Linked DNA regions of Danio rerio: region 1 is linked to region 2. The links are chromatin contacts, called in public Micro-C maps. All regions are on one chromosome and are shown on one strand. Each heading gives the region's core, a stretch centred on a gene start, on an enhancer-like site or on the middle of the called end of the contact. The rest is flanking DNA. Distances are from core to core; before and after follow the strand shown. Region 1 holds the start of ptp4a2a (protein tyrosine phosphatase 4A2a). Region 2 holds the start of sdsl (serine dehydratase-like).

Region 1 (7,388 bases), core at 4,363-6,862, 91 kb after region 2:
CAGCTGTGTTGTCGCGCGTGTACTGTAAAGCGGGGGAGGGGGGGGTTGAGCACGCGTACTCAAGAGCGGTGTTGTCGCGCGCCTACTAAAGGGCGGGACGGAGGGTGTGTCGCGTCACAGGGGCACTTTTGATAATTTTGGAAGGGCACTTTCTATCCATGACTAAAAAGGCAATGTGCACTGCACAGGTTGAGCCCTATGTGTGCACGTGCCTGTTCATAAGGTTCCTTTTACAGCATCGATGTTGTAATGTAATTACAATGCATTCAGTAAAATAGACTTAAGCATTCATTTAGTTGTTCAAGCACCAAAAAAGATGAAAGACTGTGTAACCAACTAGCGCTCAGTATCAGCAGTCAAGTGCAGAAAAGCTTCTTGTCATGACTGAGACCCACTTCATATCGTAAATCTATCAGGCAGTGAAGATCACTGATTTTTTATTTTATTTTATAACAGAAAGGCAGTTCACCGAAAGCGCTAAGACTGGCTGGCTGAAATGAAAAAACCCTGTGCATATAGCCTATTCAGTGTTTTGTGAAATTCCTTTTCTTTGACAGTTTTATGGTGACAAAAAAATACATTCACATGATTTTAAAAGAGAAGTGTGGTCACCATACATGTTTTATTATTAAAGAGGTTCCCAAAGCTAATAACCATAAACCTGAACGAGCATGGTAACCTTGCACGTGTGACTGATCAATGATTGCTTACTCACGTGCATAAAAACTGTGTGTGCGTGTTTGATAAATATGGATTTACTTGTACTTGGGCCCATTCGAAATGTAATTCGTAGAACTAAATATTGAACATTTTAAACACTCTTGATAAATGAGGCCATGACATGATTTCTTCCTTATGCGAGCAATTAACAAAAACTTTTATATCACAAAATTTTTTTAATGTAATAAAAATAGTACATCTCACCAAAACTTCAATGCCTTCTTTTTCCACCGGTGCTTTGTCATAAGTTGACTCACAAACCCGAACCAGAGTCTGCACCCCAAAACTCTTTAGCTCCTGAAAGAGATCGACAAATGAAGTCATGTTCAACTTTGACGATCATGTAAATATTGCTATTCATATTAACCACTTAGAAACCTACCTCTGTAAACTTGGCCAGCTGTGAGTTGGTGGGATTGTGGGTGATGAGAAACCTCATGCATTCATAAGTGATCTCAACAGGAGCGGGGCGATTCATTTTGACACTCAAATGATTTATAATTGTACTTATTGAAGGAAAAAAGCAACAACTTCCGATTGTTTTACAGGGAAGAGTCAACAACTCCAAAGCGTTTAAACAATTTGACTTTAAGGCAAATCACTGAATGTTCTAAAAAGGTAAACCACGTTCTCGCTCCAACAGCTTTAAAATAAAACTAAAGAAGGGGACGATCCTTCTGGTTCACAATTTATAATTACCCCATTCAGGAAAGAAGAGATGATCAGTTGGCACTAGAGTGAGCGAAAAAAAACAAAACAATTCACTCTCTAGTACCTTGATTGGCTCAAATTAATTCATACACTTCAACTTTGGACAAAAAAAGATGCTCCCCAAAAGTGCAGAATGTAAGACGGGCAGTCAGGTAGTATAATCTTCATATGGCAGGCCCTCTGTTCACTTGTCTACAATGACCAGGTGCTGTGCCTGGCAGAAGTCTCCACTCACACTGACAAACGCCATAAATGTGCAGCCTGGAAGAGGAAAGAGGATGGTGACCAATAAATAACCAGGGCAGTGGATCCTAAAGGCTCACAACAACCAGCAAGTGCAGTGAATCAAAACGTGTCACCATTAACACCGAACGATTACCGGATATAGCCTACAGCCAAAGAGAGACCTCATTCTACTGCAGTTGATATTGACTTTGGGCACTGGATGGATTATGAACTCTCATTATAAAAACATACAGGCGTGTTTGTGTATATTGCGTAAGTGAAAAATATCTAACAAGCAGTATCGTTTGCACTTACCTTCAATAAGTGAACAGAAAACAAGTTGAGAACTCTGCATTCTATCTTCACCATTCGTGACTGTCTCTCCTTTGCACCTAAAAAAAAGAAAATAAGTATAAGGACTAAACTTTTCTTCATTCCTGAATTGTGTATTTGTCCAGACTGGTATTATACAAGCTTTTGCTAACAGGTCTAATAAAGTTCAATTTAAGATTTTTTTTAAGGCCAGGCAAAGACCAAGTACAATTTGATGAATAATCTGAAGGAAACACAATATGGCAATAGACTAGCGAATGTAAAGTGATATAGAACATGCATTAGTCTTCGCAATATTTCAACATTTTACAGTATATTGATTTAACATTTATTTTAAATAATATAATTTTTACCTATCTTGATATATTTTTATTTTACAAAAAAATAAGTAGCTTAAGTTTTGAATGACTCTTCCCTCCCTGTACCTGATCATGGCACTAAGTTTTTTTTAGGTTTACAGGGGAAGCAAAATGACAAAGGCATAAGACATTTTCTTAAAATAGATTCAAATGAAGCAGGCTTATGAATAAAAGTAGGGCTGCACAATACTGGAAAAATTACATACATTTTTGTACTATGCAATATTTATTGCAGTATATATACAATTTTACTAGATGAGTTGAATAAACGTTTGTAAAGAATTTATCATTTTAGATTGAAGAGATTCATTAGAGTGCATAAATTATATAAAAAAAAAACAATCTATAAGCACAGATAAATTCAATAAATAAAAATATGGCAATTAAAAAAACTGTATTGTATTCTGAAGAGTCAAAATGTATCCAAGTATACAGTGATTATAATCCAGACTCAAATTTGCGTATACTCACGATGTAATTGCGAATGTTCACATTGGGATATCGATACTGAAACAATATATTGTGCCTCCCTAATTTAAACAAGAACAAATATACTCCAGAGACCTCAAAAAATACTTAATATAATTACAAGAAAAGTTATTTTAATTACTTGGAAACAAATATTTGTTCTTGTTTAAACAAATCGAGTTATGTTAAATGTCATAAAACGAGATTTAATTTCACATCCCAAGTAAAGTTAAGGTAAAGTTGGTTTTAGATTTGCACATTCGTTTAGTGACAACTTGTCACACGCTATTGTTTACCATGGTACTTTGAATATTCGAGCTTAAATTACATGCAAGTATGAGTTAAAAACAACATTAGCACTATTGATTTCACTGTGAACAATGTTGTTCTTTAATAGTCATTGGCTGATAATATGATTTCACTAGGGCTGCACGATATTGAAGCATAAGCATAAGAATAAACTGACATTGCAACTGATATTGCAATATTTTCATTTACAGTTATATATATTGCGATATAAATACAATTTCACCAGATGACTTAACTGCTATATATATATATATATTTTTTTTTTTTTTTTTTTTTTTTTTTTTTTTACTGCTATATATATTGCAATATAATACAATTTTACCAGATGACTTCAATAGAATGTAAGGAATTCATCATTTTAGATAGACTGGGATGATGCTGTAGGGGAGCATATCTTTGTAAAATATCATTTAAAAAATGACAAGCATAGATATATACAATGAACAAAAAATGCAAATAAACTATGATTTTCTGGGGGGTCAAACAGTATTCAGATAATAATATAATAATTGCAACAATATTAATAATAATAACAATAATAACACTATATTCATTTAATGAAATGCAAATGTAACCTTTAAGCTATGATTGTTAAACCTATTGTGCCCAAATGTTTAAGTTTGCTCAAAACTCTTTCAGTCAGGGCTTAAAAACTTGCAAATAATAAACTTTCACCCGATGGTTCAAATTTGAAATGATTCCACTATGTTGTTAACTGTAATTGTCTGGTCAACTATAATCCCAGCTAAGTTGCAGATCCCTTCGATGTGACTATTGCAGACTTGCACATTGCAATACCAATGCTGAAACGATTGTGCAGCCCTAGATATTACCATTTAGAATTTGCAAAGAATACTTTTTTTTTATTATATTATTAAGGAGAAAGTCTGAACATGTAAATATGGCATGGGACGATAATCACTTTCAAGGTTTACCACGGTTTGAAAAAGTCAAGGTTTTAATACTGTTTGTTGTTATACGATTCCTAAGGTATATGATTTTTTTAAATGTTTTTTTTTATGTACTGTAAAGAAATCTGTGTTTTTGAAACTAACAAAACTCAATGATCTATTTTAATTATTTAGCCTGACATACTAACAGTTCCAAAATACTAAAAAGGTTTCTTAAAATAAAATAAATTATGTTCAATGAAGAGAAGAAGTTAAGTTTTTTTTTTGTTTGTTTGTTTTACTTAGACATTTAAAAAGAACTTACTTTAGAGCAGTAATCATAATACAGTGATAACATGAAACCATGGTATTTTTATCCAAGATTATCATACAATGAGAAACTACATCAATCCATGTAATTTAAAGCACCCCTATTTAGGAATGTATTTGTACCCAAAACAAAAATACTGATGGTTTATTTTGTGCATGCTATATTTATTTTATGACTAAATGAATTAAAGACTTTCCTCCTGGACTGAAAACAGCTGAAACCATCTTAGGATATATACAAGCCAAATAAAACATTTGAGAATGCATTCAAATTTTGGGAAATCACCAGATCACTCATAAAAGTTTAAACATAAAAATGCAGAGATGCATCTCCTTTGACACGTGCATAATCCATTCTATTTTTTGACCATTATCTCATTCTTAAAGGGATAGCTCACACATGCAAACACTCACACAACGAAAAATATATCAGTTACACACCTTGATGTTTATTCAATCGCCTATAATTTTCTTTCTGCTGTGGAAAACAAAGGTTTAGCAGAATGACAGCCTCAGTCAACATTTACCATCATTGCATGTTTTTGGTGAATGGTGACCGAAGATGTAATTTTGCCTGCCTTTGTGTTGTTTTCCACAGAATATATTAAATTATGTTTTGGATTAGAACGACATGAGGTGGAGTCAACAAAAATGTATATATAATTTGGGGAGAAAGACAAAGACATTTAATGCAGAGCACACAATGGGCTACCACATTTGCTGACAACACATTAATTTAAATGTGTAAAGGACTGATTTAAAAAAAGACATATAAATCAAATATCAAAATTCTAAAATACGTATTTGCTTAATTTCTACAGGAGCAGCATTATGTCCAGTGCCTTGTTGCGTTAACATGAAATCCAGCTTTTCCTAATTAAAGTCAATTTCAACGAGATTGTTATTATTTGACAGTTTAACTCGGTATTACATGTTTATATGTCACATTATAAGCTGTCAATACAACCCAAAGGTACATTATTATTTCAAAAGTGCCAAATGTTTTACGAGATTAGTTCGCTCCTGTCCGGCTAGCGTGTTTTAGCCGCTAAATGCGTATATATTTAAATACACGCTGAAGTTCAAGTTTCATCTTTTATCTAGGTGTTTATAAATGACAGGGAAAAAACGTACATATTATATAAAACAGATACTTACAAAGAGCTGACGGTAGATGTGAATACCGTGACAAAGGGAGAAAGGGTTGAGAGACGCTGCTAGCCGGCTAGCTCTCCTCTACCATAGAGCTCCAGTAACCAGGCGACAATTCCGGTCAGTAAAGGTGGACGATGATTTGGTGAGTGCAGTCACGTGGGCCATAAACAGTGTTGAATGGTTATGGAGGATAGATGTCACTTTTCCCCCCGGTGATGCGTCTTGACCAATCATCTTGAATCTTCTCACGCGATTTACATTTACGAAGATAATTTGTCATAGATATTGTTATCTGTCGTGTGTGATTATTGCAGCATACTGTAAAATGTAAAACACCAAATATGATTTGTTTTCTGCAAATGGAGGCGACAAGATACATTTTAGAAAAAAAATCATATAGTTTATTTGATATAAAAACAATAAAATATATTAAGATAAATGACCAATGATAGTATAAAAAGATAATACATATTATACACACACACAAACACACAAACATACACACACGCGCGCACGCACTCACGCACGCACACATGTTTGTTTTTGTGAAAAGTGGGGACAGTACATAGGTTTCCATTCATTTTATACTGTCCAAACCGTATATTGTATTGCCCTCACCCCACCCCACCCCTAAACCCAACCATCACAGGAGAGTGTGTGCAGCTTTACTCTCTGATTAAACTCATCCTGTAGGATTTATAAGCGTTTTGAGAAATGAGGACGTCACCAATGTCCTCATATTTCACCACCTTTTTGTAAAACCTGTGTCATACCCATGTCATTATACAGATTTGTGTTCTGATATGTCACAAAAACACGTACACACGTACACACACACACACACACACACACACACACACACACACACACACACACACACACACACACACACACGCACACACACACACACAATTACCTGATAAATATACTGTAATAATAAAAATTTAATCAAATCATATATAGTCTATAAATGATTCAAAAATGTATTTAAAATAAATATATATAATACATACAAATGAGAATAAAGAAATAAAATATTAAAATGAAATGTTTGGGGGAAAATGTAATAAGTTACATCCATGATGCAAATCATCAACCACATCCCTAAGGTGCTCTATTGGGTTGAGTCTGGTGACTGTGGAGGCCATTTGAGTGCAGTGAACTCATTTTCATGTTCAAAAAACCAGTCTGAGATGATTCACGCTTTATGACATGGCGGTTTATCCTGCTGGGAGTAGTCATCAGAAGATGGGTACACTGTGGTCATAAAGGGATGGACATGGTCAGCATCCCAGCATCCCTCACCAGTACTCAGGTAGGCTGTGGTGTTAACATGATGCTCAATTGGTACTAATTTGCCCAAAGTGTGCCAGGAAAATAACCCTCACATCATTACACCACCACCAGTCTGAACTATACATACAAGGCAGGATGGATCCATGCTTACATGTTGGTGATGCCAAATTCTGACCCTACCATGTGAATGTCGCAGCAGACATCGAGACTCATCATCGTTTTTCCAATTTTCTATTGTTCAATTTTAGTCAGCCTGTGCAAATTGTATCCTCAGTTTCCTGTTCTTATCTAACAGAAGCGGCACCCGGTGTGGTCTTCTGCTGCTGTAACCCATCCACCTCAAGATTGGACATGCTGTGCATTCAGAGATGCTCTTCTGCAAACCTAACAAGAGTTACTGTTGCCTTTGATCAGCTCGAACCATTCTGATGCTCGGTTTGAACTGCAGTAGATTGTATTGACCATGTCTACATGCCTAAATGCATTGAGCTGCTGTCATGTGATCGGCTTATTATACATTTTCATTAATGAGCAGGTGGTCAGGTGTACCTAATAAAGTGGCCGGTGAGTGTATCTACATTGCAACTCAACT
Region 2 (6,406 bases), core at 3,214-5,713:
AATTAATGGTTTTATTATTATTATAATTATTATTATTATTATTATCATTTTCATTATTATTATTATTATTATTATTTTTATTATTATTATTATATTAAACATATGTCTAAAATTATCAGATATATGTTTAGATATATGCGTTAGGGCTGCACCATATTTGGAAAAATATGACATTGTGATTTTTATTCTTTCTGTGATATATATTGTGATAAGACTACAAGTTACTTTAAAACAATATAATGTTGCAGACATATATTTTAAATATTGCAAAAATTGTCGTTCACATATATATTTTTCAGAATAAGGACTTTTATGTCTTATGTAATTACCATATATTAGATTTACATCTAGGGCTAGATTTACCTTTTTTGTGTCATGAGCAAAGTAATATAATTTTGAGGCCTCTCTAAACTGAACACATATATTTTGATGCATATTTTATATTTATAGTTAAAGTCTGAATTATTAAACCCCCTGAATTATTAGCCCCTCTGTTTATTTTTTCCCCATTTTCTGTTTAACAAAGATAAGATTTTATCAACACATTTATAAACATATTAGTATTCATAACTAATTTTTAATGACTGAATTATTTTATCTTTGCATTGATGACAGTAAATAATATTTTTCTAGATATTTTTCATCTTCTATACAGCTTAATGTGACATTTAAAGGCTTACCTAGGTTAATTAGGTTAGCTAGGCAGGTTAGGGGCAAGTTATTGTATAACAATGGTTTGTTCTGTAGACTATCGAAAAAATATATAGCTGAAAGGGGCTAATAATTTGACCTTAAAATGGATTTTGAAAAAATAGGAACTGCTTTTATTCTAGCCAAAATAAAACAAATAAGACTTTCTCGAGAGAAAAAAATATTATCAGTCATACTGTGAAAATTTCCTCACTTTGTTAAATATCATTTAGGAAATAATTTTAAAAAAAATCAAAGGGGGTTTAATAATTCTGATTTCAACTGTATATTCATGCAATATGTTTTAGATCTTTTCTTTAATATAACAATTGTCTTAAAATCTTTCAGCATTAAAATAAATAATTTAATGTGTTATTAATAATATAATCTGTTATTGGGCCCCCTGAATGTGCATAGGTATTTGCCTAGAATGCAAGGGGGCTTTACAGGATAAAGTCACTTAAAAACATTCAATATCTACTGTACAAACTCACCAAACCAGAGGTTGGTTGAATGGGTGTATTACAGTAAGACCTTCACTTTCAGCCAATCGTAGGGCCTCTGCATTTGCATCATCCCATACCTACAATATGACAAAGATTTCCCTTGTAAAACCTTGATAAGACCTGGAAACAAATGCATGAATGACAACTGTGATCTTGCCTTGCCCACAGCTTTGACCGTAGCTCCCTGGTCTTTAAGTTTCTGAGCTACAAGTTCAGGTGTCGATAATGGTAAAACAATAGTGGCTGGTAGGTTAAGTTTTCTTGCTGCATATGCTGTGGCCATTCCAGCATTACCACCTATAAGTACATACAGGGACAGAAAAAAAAAGAGTAATATGTAATTTGTATCATGGAATGATGTTAAACGCAATACTGACAATTTTGTTTAACAAAAGTGTAAAGAGACAGTTCACTCAAAATGAAATTTTATACACCTAAAGTGGTTCTGAAAAACGTTTTTGGACAGAATAAACATGTAGTGTTAATTTGCTCCTATAGAAGTAGGTGAACAAGTCACATCTTGGATAGCCTGTATACAAGTAAATTCACAGCGTAAACTTTCATTTTGGGTTGAACAAATGGCTCAATATACCAGAAACGTACATTTTTACTTAAAAAAGTGTGACAGGGTCTGACATTTAGCTTGTCATCCTCAAAAAAAGCATACAAATAAATAATTATAGAATTAAATAAATAGTTTTAATTTTATTTGCATAAGTAAATTGTTGAGGGTCATATATATTTGCAAACATTCTGTATTTGCACATATTCACCTAATAAAACAAAATAAAAATCATATAAAAACAAGCATAAAATCGTACAATTCAATGATAGAACGCATCTTTGATCACTGTCAGCTTCTACTCCGTCAAACAATGTCACTTCTGAGTCATAGCCTTACAAGTGTATTGCATGCATTATACTCTGTATATACATGTTTCTTTTCAGCTATTGGAATTATATGTACATATATGTTCAAATAAATTAGTATAATTATATATAAATGTTCATATATTTTTATATATAGCCATTTTATATATAAATATTATAGTATTATTATATAATACGGGCAGTTCATTATGATGTGGCAACCCCAGATAAATAAGGCGACTAAAACTAAGGCAAAGAAAATTTTATGAATTTAATAAATAATTATTATAATGAATTAAGGGTTTTATTATTATTTTTATCATATTAAACATATGTCTAAAAATATTAGATAAATGTTTAGATATACGTGTTAAGGCAGCAACATATTTGGAAAAATATGACACTGCGATATTTATTCTTTCTGTGATATATTGCCATAAGACTACAAGTTACTATAAAGCAATATAATGTTGCAGACATATATTTTAAATATTGCAAAATTGCCGTTCACATATCTATTTTTCAGAATAGGAACTCTGTATATACTTCCCAGAGATGTACATTTTTCTGGACCATTTTTGAATGACAGCATTCATGGAAGAGAGCATGGTTATTACTTGAAAAGTTTAGCATGTCCAATAAAATAAGAAAGATACATTTTACCATTTTGCATAATGTATATCCTACAAATTCCCATATTGCTAATTATTTTGATATATCTAATTCGTGTACTGTCTGCAATTCACATGAAGAGACTTTATTTCACTTATTTTGTAGTTACATTCATGTTAAACTTCTTTGGAACAACAATATTTTTTATTTATCGTCCTTATTTAAATATTATTTAAATATATCTATAAAAGATAGGTTTCTATAATAAATATAGATATAATAAATATATCTATAAAAGATATATTTCTGTATTTCTCTGGTAATGATCATGCTCTCAATCTTATTGTAAATTGTTTATACACAAAAATAAGTTCCTAAAGGAAATAACTAGATTTAATACTTTTCTTGATGAAATTTCATTCAATATTGAATTTCTTAAGCTTATTAATAATGAGATGAATACGTTATTTAAAGCTTATGATATTCTTTTTTCTTAATGATTGATGCTTTCACTTCAATACAGTGATTTTATTTTTTTAAGATTCAATTAAAAAAATGTATTGCACACATATGTCAAATTTAATGCAAAAGTGACAGGACTGACAGAAACATGGGGACAATCGTAAATGTATTTGTATTATATATTTGCCGCTTTTTTTTTTGTAGAATTATTTATCATTTTTTGTTGTTAATCAATCGATGTGAATGATAACAACTTAAACTTGCTATTTTTGAAGTATTTCTTCCTAAAAGACAGTTTTTAGCAATAACAAAACTATTATAGCTGTAGGTTCAATTGGGCTGAGGACAAGGACAATGACAGAGTTTGTACATTAAAGTGTTTTAAATAAAGAAAAAAACCTAAGAAACAAATGAATGACATATTCCTTTACAGAACAGCTCACAGAAATCAAAAATCAGTCCATTTTAGAAATTTTTGGGATGAAATACTTTTAATTCACTGTAAATTTTTCTATTTTAGGTACAGATAATGTACGTCTCTGGTGGAATGAGCCAAAGAAACATCTATACACGAATGGAAAAAAACGAATGTTCATCATTTCACTCACCTGAAGAACAAATTACACCTCTAGACTTATTAGAGCTTGCAACCTTATAAATGAATAAAAACATATTGTTATTTTTTGTACTCCTGGAAAAAAATATGCAGTTCTTCCTAGAGGACACCAGAGGGTAGTGCGAACACACTATACAGGCCTGAACGTGCTCCGAACGTATTAAAATTTAATAATGTAAACTAATTTTAAAATACGTAATGGGTGACATTTATATACAGTTATATGTTTTTCAAGAAATTTGGTTCTTAACTTTTAGAAACAAGCAACATTTTTCCTCACATTTTGACACATGTATCCTATTCCACGGATTTTGAAGGAACCGGCGGGCTGTGAGCTCTCCATCTTCAGATACACGGTGCTACCCACCAACTTGGACATGCCCGTGCTCTCGAGAAGTGGGGTGACGACGTGAAATCCATTTTGCTTTGACATTTTTTCCTCAAAATGTTCTGCAATGCAAACAGATAAGAAGGGAGAGAGAGCAAACAACAATGTCCCATTACGGTTGGTAAACAACCTTAGCACAAACTGACGAACATAAAACATGATCGATTTCGCGCGCTTTTCATCTCAAGTCTGAGTTTTACACATAAAAAGTACAATGTCTTACTTGTTAATTTGCTGTTTGATAGTCCACTCACCTATTCCGTTGCTAGACGATTCTCTTTAGCATGAGCACTGCCGAGGAGCTCAAAGTTCATTTGCTGACAATAAAGCAATCGGGCACTAATGAACTAATGTCCAAAGATGCTAGATAAACCTCAACAGCTTGCGAAATTATGTAATGTAGGGTAAACTTGGGTTATTCATTTATGAGAAACTGTTCTCAAAGATATCGTAAAAGTAACGTAAAACAGTCTGGGATAGTGCTTAACTTGCATTTAATATTATGTTTATAGTCATACTGATTGCTAACAGTTGTCCACCTCGATAAACATAGGATTTTATAGTCAAACTATAGTAATGAAACAAAACAATGAGAAAAAAACTTAGTAGCCTATCAGTAATGTGCATATCGAACTACACAACAAGGCCATCATTATATATATTGATATTTCAAGACTAAACCCCCAAAGGCATTTTACTTGTGCTCAGTACACAGCATCACTATAAAACACATGCTTTGAAAAATAGAGCCAGTACAACTTATGACTTTGTCCCAATGTGGAAATTTTATTGTGCACATATACATGACATTACATAAACTGCTCTTGTATGGCAGCACAAACACTCGGCAGATCCTGGCTCTTTTGGCAGCCATAAAAGCTTATATCAAGCTGTTTAAAGAATTTCTTTTTACTTCCATTAAATAAAGAACCCTTAAAAGGGAATCATGTAGCATAAAAAAATATCAAGCCTGACTTAAATTAAGCATAGGAATATGCTATAGGTTTTGTGTGATATGTTGACAGTATCCCCTGTTGAAGAACAGCCACTGTATTAGTCATGTCATCAGTTTTCTTCCAGCACCCAAGTCACAAATGACTACACAATTTCACCTCCTCAAGCCCATATAATCCTCAACACACACAAACATACATACATACATGTTTCCATAACAGGCCACTTCCTTATCATCCATCAGTAGCTTGACCAGCCTCAAGGCCTCTTTGTAAACACTTTCCAGCACCTTCCTTCCTTTTCCCTGAATCAGCGACTTCCTAACCGTGGGAAATGAAACTTCAGTTCCATTGGTTTCCTCTTTGCCTGATAATACCCACAGAGCACGAAACATTGGAATCCAAGACCGCATACTCTGTCACCAACTCTTATCATCATGTCACATGCACTTCCCACTCTTACAGAACACATCCCACTCTGAAACACTCACAAACGCACACATACTCAGGAGGTCTGTGCTGTGGAAGAGGACAGAATAGCTAACATGTTCCTCAACAGAGATATGGGTGAGAGGGACACTGCAAAAACAACACATCATAGTGACGAATAAATCTGGGATGCAAACAGAAGACCACTGAATTCCCCGCTCATGGGTAAATCCATCTTGTCCGACACCAGACGTGCTCCATCATCTTGCCACCCCTGTGGGCTCTGTGTTGTGGTGACGGCAAAGACAGGGCAGGGCAGCATCCCACAGTTTCATGCCAAGTGCTGTGTATAATACTGTCTCTTCAGGCCATCTATGCCAAAGAACGTTGCCTGGGTTTGATTCTTGGGTACAGCTGGAAAAACAAGAATGAACAGCAACTTCCAAATTAAGAAGATACTTTGCAAACTATTTACAACTTCCTAATTAAAATTTGAACAAAATATTTTAATGCACAAAATTAGGGCTGCACAATATTGGGATAAATTGCAATATGAATACTACTGATGGGTCATTCTTTTTTAAAAATTTTTTGGGGGGGGGGTTTACCTTTAATGTAAAGGACAGTAGAGATTATCGACAGGAAAGCATAGGGAGCAGAGGGGAAGGATCGGCATAGGACCGTGAGGTGGGAATTGAACTCGGGTCGCCGTGAGCACCGCAGTGCATGTGTCGATGCCCTAACCACTACACCACTGGTGCCGACGTGATATGTCGTTCTTGAACTATTTGGTTATTTTGAGAAAATCTTTGTACAACTCGAGAACAATGTGTCCTTTCAGAGTAATTTGTCCATTTGCGCATGTCCCCATTCGTGCAGG

What was found. A called contact is a pair of places that touch in the nucleus more often than the background predicts.
Region 1: a Micro-C map of caudal fin shows a contact between it and region 2, with 12 times the contacts expected there. The contact joins the promoter of ptp4a2a here to the promoter of sdsl in region 2. A contact is called at or near these places in 10 of 18 Hi-C or Micro-C datasets (caudal fin, embryo, fibroblasts and 3 more) and 1 of 4 datasets of contacts at active chromatin or transcription factors (caudal fin).

Annotation. Positions count from the first base shown.
Region 1 is chr17:15,952,056-15,959,443 of GRCz12tu, forward strand. ptp4a2a (protein tyrosine phosphatase 4A2a) reads right to left here and starts at 5,613. Exons shown (of 7, transcript NM_001005583.2): 1 at 5,504-5,613; 2 at 1,972-2,048; 3 at 1,103-1,692; 4 at 925-1,017. The coding sequence starts at 1,198.
Region 2 is chr17:15,861,799-15,868,204 of GRCz12tu, forward strand. sdsl (serine dehydratase-like) reads right to left here and starts at 4,464. Exons shown (of 8, transcript NM_001327936.1): 1 at 4,399-4,464; 2 at 4,037-4,206; 3 at 3,749-3,791; 4 at 1,354-1,493; 5 at 1,185-1,273. The coding sequence starts at 4,189. ppp1r13ba (protein phosphatase 1, regulatory subunit 13Ba) reads right to left here. Exons shown (of 18, transcript NM_001204257.1): 18 at 4,907-5,940. The coding sequence ends at 5,899.